Regions from separate parts of the Zea mays genome. Here region 2 is linked to region 1. Evidence: chromatin contacts called from public Hi-C data. All regions are on one chromosome and are shown on one strand. The core of a region is the stretch at or near the end of the contact, and the rest is flanking DNA. Distances in the headings are between cores, read along the strand shown.

Region 1 (4,007 bases), core at 957-3,456:
TCACATAAGCCGTAAACAACAGTAAAACATGCACAATTACTAAGAACAGAATGTACCCTGCGGAGGGACCGATGATCAAGGCATCAGTGGCTCCATTCGCACGAGATATCTCGTGTGTATGTTCGATATAGTTGTACACAGTCGACGTAGACAGATGTACATAGTGCAGTCCCTCGAACGGTGTCGGCGACGAGGAACTTGATCAGTGCTGGTCGAGTGGACGAAGTGAGCAGTCGCGAGTATGCTCCCCAAAAACTTGATCGCCCGCACACTCGTGCAAGTGTCTCTGCGGATGACGATTTCGGAGACATACTCTCTCACACTCTCTGTTCTTGCAGAAGGTGGGACGGGAATAGCTGTGTGCAACGCGTCTAAGACTGTTCGTTGCAGAGCGAGAACGTATTGTGTTGTCGTTACCAGAAGCAGCCTCACCTCCTCCGTATATATATACACGCCTCACGGCCACGGCCCGGCCGACGGCACGCGCGTGTGGCAATCCTTTATCCTTTTCTTAGCTTCTCAATAGATGAACCAATGGTCCTAAGTTGAGTGAATTGTCTCTTAAACTTCCAGTATGGTACTAAAGTCATAATACGTCGTAGCATTAAAGTGGACCTCTAGCATTGACTATTATTGAATATTAATATGGATCAGTCTCATATTAATTCAATATATTACATAGGTTCCGTTTGAAAATGAAGGGGTAAACTCACAAAATTGGGAAAAAACAAGTGGTGAAAGGGAGAGGTATAATCACGAATGCTTAAAAATAACTAAAGTAAAATAACAAATAACATGTTATCCATCCGTATCATCGCTAGCCCGCGGTCATGCCATGCGCCCCCCTCCTCGTGACTTGGTCGCTGCCTCGCAAAGACCGAGAGACCAGAGAGTGGGCGTCAAGTCAAGTCGTCTCCTGCCCGGCTGGCTGTCCGAGGGAGGCGAGACCTTCCCTTCGGCCTTCCGTGGTTTTGGTTTGGATCGTCCGTCGGTTGCTTTGCTTTGCTCCCGCCGCGGTCTTGCGAGGTTACCCCGTTGCTCTGCTGCTCTTTCCGCGGCTTTGCGTGGACTAGCCCAGACGTACGTGGGCGGCAGAGACACGAATGCAATTGCAATGCAACGTACGTAGGAGTATGCAATGCAATGCTTGTGTATGGGGTGGTGGTATTGGTTCCACCGAGGACACCGACCAGCTGGGTCTGGAAAGCGATGGAGTTGAGGACGGGTGCGAGTGGTTGACCCTGCTGCCTTTCTCTGTTGTCAACATCGCGGTCTTCAAAATATACCTTCAAACAAGATTTTTTTATTAAAATATACATTTATACTTTTATAAAAAAATACTTTTTAAAATAAATCGGTGCATATAAATAATAGGTGTTTGATAGATCTCTCTTAGCTCTGCTCCAAGCGAGAATCACTTCTAGGAAACTAAATGCCTAAAAAACTGAGTTGCTCTATAGTGAGAGTCAAGTGAATCTAATATCTATTTTGTATCAGAGAGTGGAAGCCACACAAAAAAACCTGCTTCCCGCTGCTCTCAACCTGTTCCTCACACTTCAACCCATCGAGAATCACTTCACGCACAATTTGCTAAACGATTTCGTCAAATAGATTCACTTCTACTTGAAAAATTATTTGGAATCACTCTATATATTGGAGAATTAGTTCTCGAAGCTAGATAGTCACGCGAAGCCTTAATTGTAGTCAAAATTTTAAAAGTTTAATTGAAATCTTGTCCAAAACGACAACTAATAGCATACCAGAGTGATTATGTAAATATAAAACTTCAGGTGTACAGTAGGTACGGAGCAGCCATCGTTATTTTATGGATCCGTATTTTTGTTGCTGGTTCAGCGTCGCTTTCGTGTATCTCCCTCCCTCGCGACCGCAAAGCCAGACCAGATGGGGCGATCTACGGCGGCACCGGCAGCAGCAGGAGGAGGAGGTGGATATCGTTGTCATCATCCCGTTCAGCGATGGATGATGCATCGCCAGGAGAGTGTGGAGACACATCACACAAGCAGAGAGGAGCACGCGTCAGCCAGGGGGGCCTGGCCTGCCTGCAGCGGTTTGGTTTTTCCTGAATCGGCATTGAAAGACTACTGTACTGTACTGTAGTCAAGCTGGTCGAGAGGACACAGCATGCAGGTGCAGGTGAGCAGAGCAGGGCAGTCAGCTCTGCTCAGGCGCTCAGCCAGATGGATGGAGAAAGGAGAGAGGGTCAGGGAACAGGCGGACAGCTGACGCATGGGCCCAGGTGGGGTGGTCGTCCATGTGTCCCACGTCTTTCCTTCTTTCGGCAGCCTGGTAGGGGGTAGGGTTGCAACAAGCAAAAGTGCAAAAGGCTGTTGGGTGGGTGGACGGTGGACCACCACCGCCGCCGCTGCCACGTGCTCCACTTGGCCAGGCCAGGCCTGCAGTCGGCAGTCGCTCCGGCAACTAATTTATCCAGTCTCTCGCCGGATCCGCGGGCGGATGGATAGCAACTCCTCCAGGACTAGGACTAGTAGTATCCGCTTAGCACTGCTCCAATCCAAGGTTGTTCCTGCAGGCAGGAAGGAACAAGAACGAAAGCGACGTGCCTGGCATCTGCACCAAAGACCGAGTGGCGGACCTCGACGAATCGGAAACGGTCGGCACTTGTTGTGTCAGTGTGTGTGTGGCGACGAAGAGAATATTGTTACCAGGACTAGGAAGGGAGAGCTGTACTTGTCATGGTCTCTCATGGTCATGGATCCCGCGTACGTACAACATGGGGGCGCGGAGCGCGAATCTCCTGTTGCTTCTGCCCTCCACAGCCACTCGTCGTCCCGCCACAGCCACAGCGGGGGGAAGGAAAGCGCGGGTCCTTGGCAGTTCACACACACACAGTCAAACACGCACGGGGCACCGCACAGGAGATGCAAAACCGCAGCCGGCCAAAACTGTGGTCGTCGTCGCCCGCTACCACTAGGCAGGCACATCACAGCATCCAGCCTGCTTTCTTCGGTCTTCTTGTTTCCTCACTTGTGTACTACTAGTATTTATCTTATAAATGCAGAGGGGTGGGTGGAATCTCTCGCGTGCCTTTTTTTTCTCTCTCCCTGAGCTGCCAGTGTCACCGGCATTCCGGCACACGGCTTTCCAGGCGACCCAGCCAAACCCCATGCCATGCCCATGCAGCGCAACAGCAACAGGTGGGCGAACACGAGCAGTTTTGGCCGTAAGGCTATGCACAGCAGCCATCCACAAACTCATATTTAAATTTTATTTTGCGAACAGTACTATAAATCTATAGTGTAAAATAATGTTTTTGGATAACTTACTACAGACGGTCTAGAGTGTTTATGATGCACCAGTGCAGCACCTCGTAGAGACAGAGGGAATTCAATTGAAACTGATGCTAGATCGGCGCAACCATTCCCTATCCCAATGCTACCTGCTAGTAGGAGAGTGGTAGTAAAGCGAAGCAGGAGCAGCCTGCCGTCTGGCATGCATCTGGCGTCTGCACAGGCTCTCTTCAGGGCTATACCCATGCCTACACTCCGGTGACCTGTTAGGCTGTTACTGTTGGAAGAGCATACAGAGCTCCTACTCTCTCTCTCTCTCTCTTTTTTGTATATGGCAACTTAGCAAGTGGTTTCCCAGAGATGCCTAGTGCTAATATGAATATGATTGCAACAAGTGTCCCCGGCGACGTACTACCACTAGCAGATAACGATACCCACGGGCGGCCAATATCCAGCCCGTGACGCAGGAGCAAAGACACGTCAACCTCGTCCGCCACATATACTAGCAGATGCTCATGCTGCGCAGGGCGGCCATGTCCCAGACCCAGAAGAAAAGAAAAGAAAAAACAAAAGGTGCCCCCTCTCCGATCCAGTCGAGCTCCCGCTCCCCCCCCCCAGCTAAGCGCGTGCGTGGTCGTGGCGTCGCTTCCGCTCCAGCCACAACACCCACCAGCCACCACGGCCACCCTCGCCGCTTCAGGTTTTCTTTGTTTGATTCCCATCCCATGTAGTAGTATT
Region 2 (4,007 bases), core at 559-3,058, 410 kb before region 1:
ACAGATGCTGGTCCATTTGGAATTCTAGGAACGAAATCTGTTTTGATGGAAAGAAAGTATCAAAACCTGCAATTATTTGTCAGTCATGTACTTTGTGCAGCGACATGTACTAAAAACCTAGTTATTGCACTGAATAACAGAGAGTGTGTCTTATTTTTTTTATACCGTGTTGTGGATCCCCTCATCTGTTATTCAGTGCTCTAAACTGTTATTCAGATCACTAGCTATTGCTTTGGCTATGTGCATGGAACCATGTTCATGTTCTTTGTGTAACCATGTAAACTAAACTGTGTATCAGTTGATGTTACTTTAGTAGTGATAAGTAAAGCTAACATGGAGAAGGAAAATGCAATGGCAATCTACATGAAGCTTGTGGAAAAGGGGTTAAACTCATAATTTATTTTAGTGGCAAAGTTCCTAATAAAGAAGCTTGTACTTCATTTTTATGTTATATTATCTATACGTGTAAATGGAGATGATTTTATGTGATTTGGTGATGGATTAAGTTTGTTGAATATTTGATTTTATTCAAATTAAACTTTGTGTGCTATTTTTAAACATTTTTCTAATGTTCACACAACTATCCGTACGTGTGATGTGATGATGGATGAGTAGTTGCTGTTTGATTTTTTTTTCCTGATTTTGATTTTTTTTTTTTTGCACAAGACGGGTATTTGGCCCCTTGATTGCCAAATATAACAGAGTGAAAAAAATCCTCCATGAAAATTAAAGTATCATTTAAAATACTTTTAAAATCCTCTTGCTGGATTATTTCCCGGGGCTTTTTGTCCTCTCGCTGCCAAACTAAGCTCTAGTGGTCAATCTTCGTATCTGCATTTGTTTCATCAAGACTCGAAGACTTCTGGCAATCAACGATTGTTTGGTAAAGTAGTATTCAATACCTGGCTCTGGCTCTGGCTACATAAAAATCTTATTAGGTCTGCAGTCAGTCGTATCGACTCCGAGTCTGAGGTCTGTTCAGATGATCATTTTTCACACAAGTATTGTATCTAGCACTTAATAAAGTTTATTAGGTGTACACGATGGTGATGGAAATGATGTTAGTTTTCTCTAGTGCGCAGCCATGGAGTAGGAAACCACATAGAAAGCGCAAGTATTATTTAGATCAGCGCCAACAAATCCTCGATGGCGTGGGCCAAAGTTCTCCATAGATTCGTGAAACACGACGTGCAATTAAGTTCAATCCACCAAAACTATACATACTGACACACTAGCCAGCAAATTGATATGGATATCCAGTTGGGCTGCGAAGGCCAATCTGAACGTTGGGCGCAAGAATTCAGAATACGGCATCAGCACGTCGCCTCTGCCCGACACACGCACGCAAACCATTAGAATTTACTCCATAATTTAACGAAAAACAAAAACCTGCAACGTGTGGACGGCCGTGATGCGGCTGCTGTGGGACAGGTACCGTTGACCTCAAGCGTGAACCGTCCGATGCAAGCACGCATGTCGGCATCACGACGTCGCCCGCTCGCCATTTTTTTTGCTTATGGCGCAAGGAAAGAGGCTGGCAACTTGGCATCCAAGTTTAGCGCCTTGCGTACCCGTGCCCAGGTGGGTCCGGACCCATGCGTCGGAGAGCGATCGAGGACGGAGGGCGGTGGGTGGATAGGATAGGCCGGAATAATAATAACGCAGGTGGGGTCACGGCAAAGGCGTGCCGCGTGCGTGGACCTCGCCCTCATCTCTTCTGCTCCGTGTTCAATAATTCCACCACCGCATAGCTCCTGCCTTCTTCCTAGTTCCTACCTTCGCCCCCCCCCCCCCCCCCCCCCGCCGTCGATTCGTGCTGCGCTCACCTCGACCCAGTTCAATATCGCTGGCGAGGGAAGCAGCAGCAGAAGCTCCGGCGAGAACCCCCACCTCCGGCTATCGCCTGGGGATAAAGTGGGGTCGGTAGGGGCGGTGACCTAGGGGGAGCAAAAGGGATCCGATAGGGAGAGATGAAGCAATCAATTTATTCGTCCGCCGTCGCCCCTGCTAACGCCCCCACTACTAACCCTAGGTAAGCGTCGTCGATCGGCGGATCTGCTTGTCTGACTGACTGGTTCCTCGGCGAAGAGGATCCCCTTGTATATTGTATATGTATGTATTTTCGATCTGGAAGCTTTTTTTTTGATCTGTAGCCTTCATGTTCGATTTGTTGGATGCCAATTATATGTGCTATGAAGATGTGAATTGTTGGGGGCTAAAGCAGATTTGAGATCACCAAATCGATTCTTCTATGTATTGTTGACTTTTCAAAAATTTCCATTCCTGCACTGCAGTCCTGTTTAATTACTTGTTAAATTATCCATGGAAACTGAGTGGATTTTGTCAGAATTCCGCTGAATTTTACCCTATGCACCATATTCTGATGTTTACTTCTATTACTTGACTAGTCATTTACTGCCCTGCCATGTGCTCTGCAATGGATATGGTCTAAGATACAAGTTTTCTTGCTCCATGTTCAGTTAAATTCATTGGTTAACTGCTAATTTGTGCATGAAAGAGAATATTTGGTGCTTTAATCCATCACCATAGATTATTTCATAACCATGTTATCTGTAGGTTAGTACAAGCATCTTGCTCCCTCACCAGCAGCAGACCTTCATGGCTAATAATACCATAATAGTAAAAGCCTCTCTATCTGTCTATATGGTTGCAGCACTCCCTAGGCATTGCTAGTCAACAGGTTGACTTATTTTTCATGGAAAGAACATTTTTGCACCACGACATGACAAAAGATGTGTGCACTTCTATAATCTGTTTGGCCATGCTTAACATAACAGCTAGTGACAGCATTAAGATTTGGATTTTTCCCAGGGTCTCACTGGAAAATTGATACCATAGTCATTCCTTTTTTTTTTGAGTGTCCTGCTGTAATCCAATATTGTTTTGCTGCATATAAAGTGCAGCAACAATTATCTTACTGATTTCTGACAATTTTCCCTTAGCAGGATCATACTGTCTTTTGGCGTTTCTTCTCCGGCTCTTTTTCGTTTGCCTGTCGGTTACAAGGTGGAACGTCTTCAGAAGCTTCTCCACTAGATTAGTGTAAATAGTAGACTTGTTCAGGTTTAGTTTGGTTGGAAGAATTAGTTTCTGGTTCGTGTTCATTTCTGCTAGCAATAATGGCTGCGATGAACGGAAAGGTATTGGGTAAATGTGGAAGGAACATGAATAGTCTCAAGAGAAAGCGGGAGAACCCCGCTGCATATGATGCTGACATATTCCACAACTCTGAATTGCATCAGCACCCTGTCAATGATTCTGCTGTTAGGTTTCATGTTGATAAAGACCGCAAGGCAAAGATCGTGTGCCACTTCAACAAGCAGGTTTTGCAGAGCTATAAGAACTTCATGAGTAGCGCACCACCTAAACGTATTTTGCTTCGCATAGGTGCTGTCTGGAAAGACTTCCCAGAAAAGATTGTCAAATTGGCACAAGCTGACTTCAGGGCGAAAAAAACAATCACAGAAACAGGATATCAGAACCAGCTATTTTTGCTGGATTTTGCCCATATGACATTCATAGACACGAAGACAGGTCTTCAGAGGCCGATTGCTTGGATCGATGAAAATGGAAACCGCTACTTCCCAGAATCATTTGTGCAAGATCAGAAAATATTTATGAAGAAAGATTTTGGCAACGGATATCATGATTACATTAGTGTTGAGTCAAATGGGACACGAGAAATGAATGACCAGCTTGGAACATCAGAAAGTTCCGCAGAAAGTTCAAACTTCGGTTCAAGTACTGAAGATGTTTCCAGTCCTAAGAGAGCTAGAGCTGAAAATAATTCCATCATAAAAAAATACTGTGATATGGGAGAAGCTATTGGAGAAAATGAGCCATGCACTTTGTTGCCTACAGCCTGTAACCTACTACCACGCCAAGCTAATCTGGGTGAGGTATCACGTGCCCAGCGCACTATTGAAGCCGTGGAGAAGCTGTTGTTGCAGGGGATGGGTTCAGTTATTGAATCCAAGGACATTATT

What was found. Hi-C and Micro-C count contacts between places; a contact is called where the count stands out from the background.
Region 2: a Hi-C map of leaf shows a contact between it and region 1, with 3 times the contacts expected there. The contact joins the promoter of LOC103637733 here to the enhancer-like site in region 1. A contact is called at or near these places in 3 of 25 Hi-C or Micro-C datasets (bundle sheath, ear and leaf).

The regions. Positions count from the first base shown.
Region 1 is chr1:105,052,925-105,056,931 of Zm-B73-REFERENCE-NAM-5.0, reverse strand. No RefSeq gene overlaps it. Among protein-coding and RNA genes, the nearest start is that of LOC103644834, 28 kb to the right of the region's middle. Within about 2 kb of position 2,206, at least 20 of the 20 cell types and tissues checked have an H3K27ac peak or open chromatin away from gene starts, as enhancers often do. A contact at or near this core is called in bundle sheath, ear and leaf, where this site is marked.
Region 2 is chr1:105,462,031-105,466,037 of Zm-B73-REFERENCE-NAM-5.0, reverse strand. LOC103637733 (probable inactive poly [ADP-ribose] polymerase SRO1) reads left to right here and starts at 1,808. Exons shown (of 7, transcript NM_001428418.1): 1 at 1,808-2,032; 2 at 2,967-4,007. The coding sequence starts at 3,141.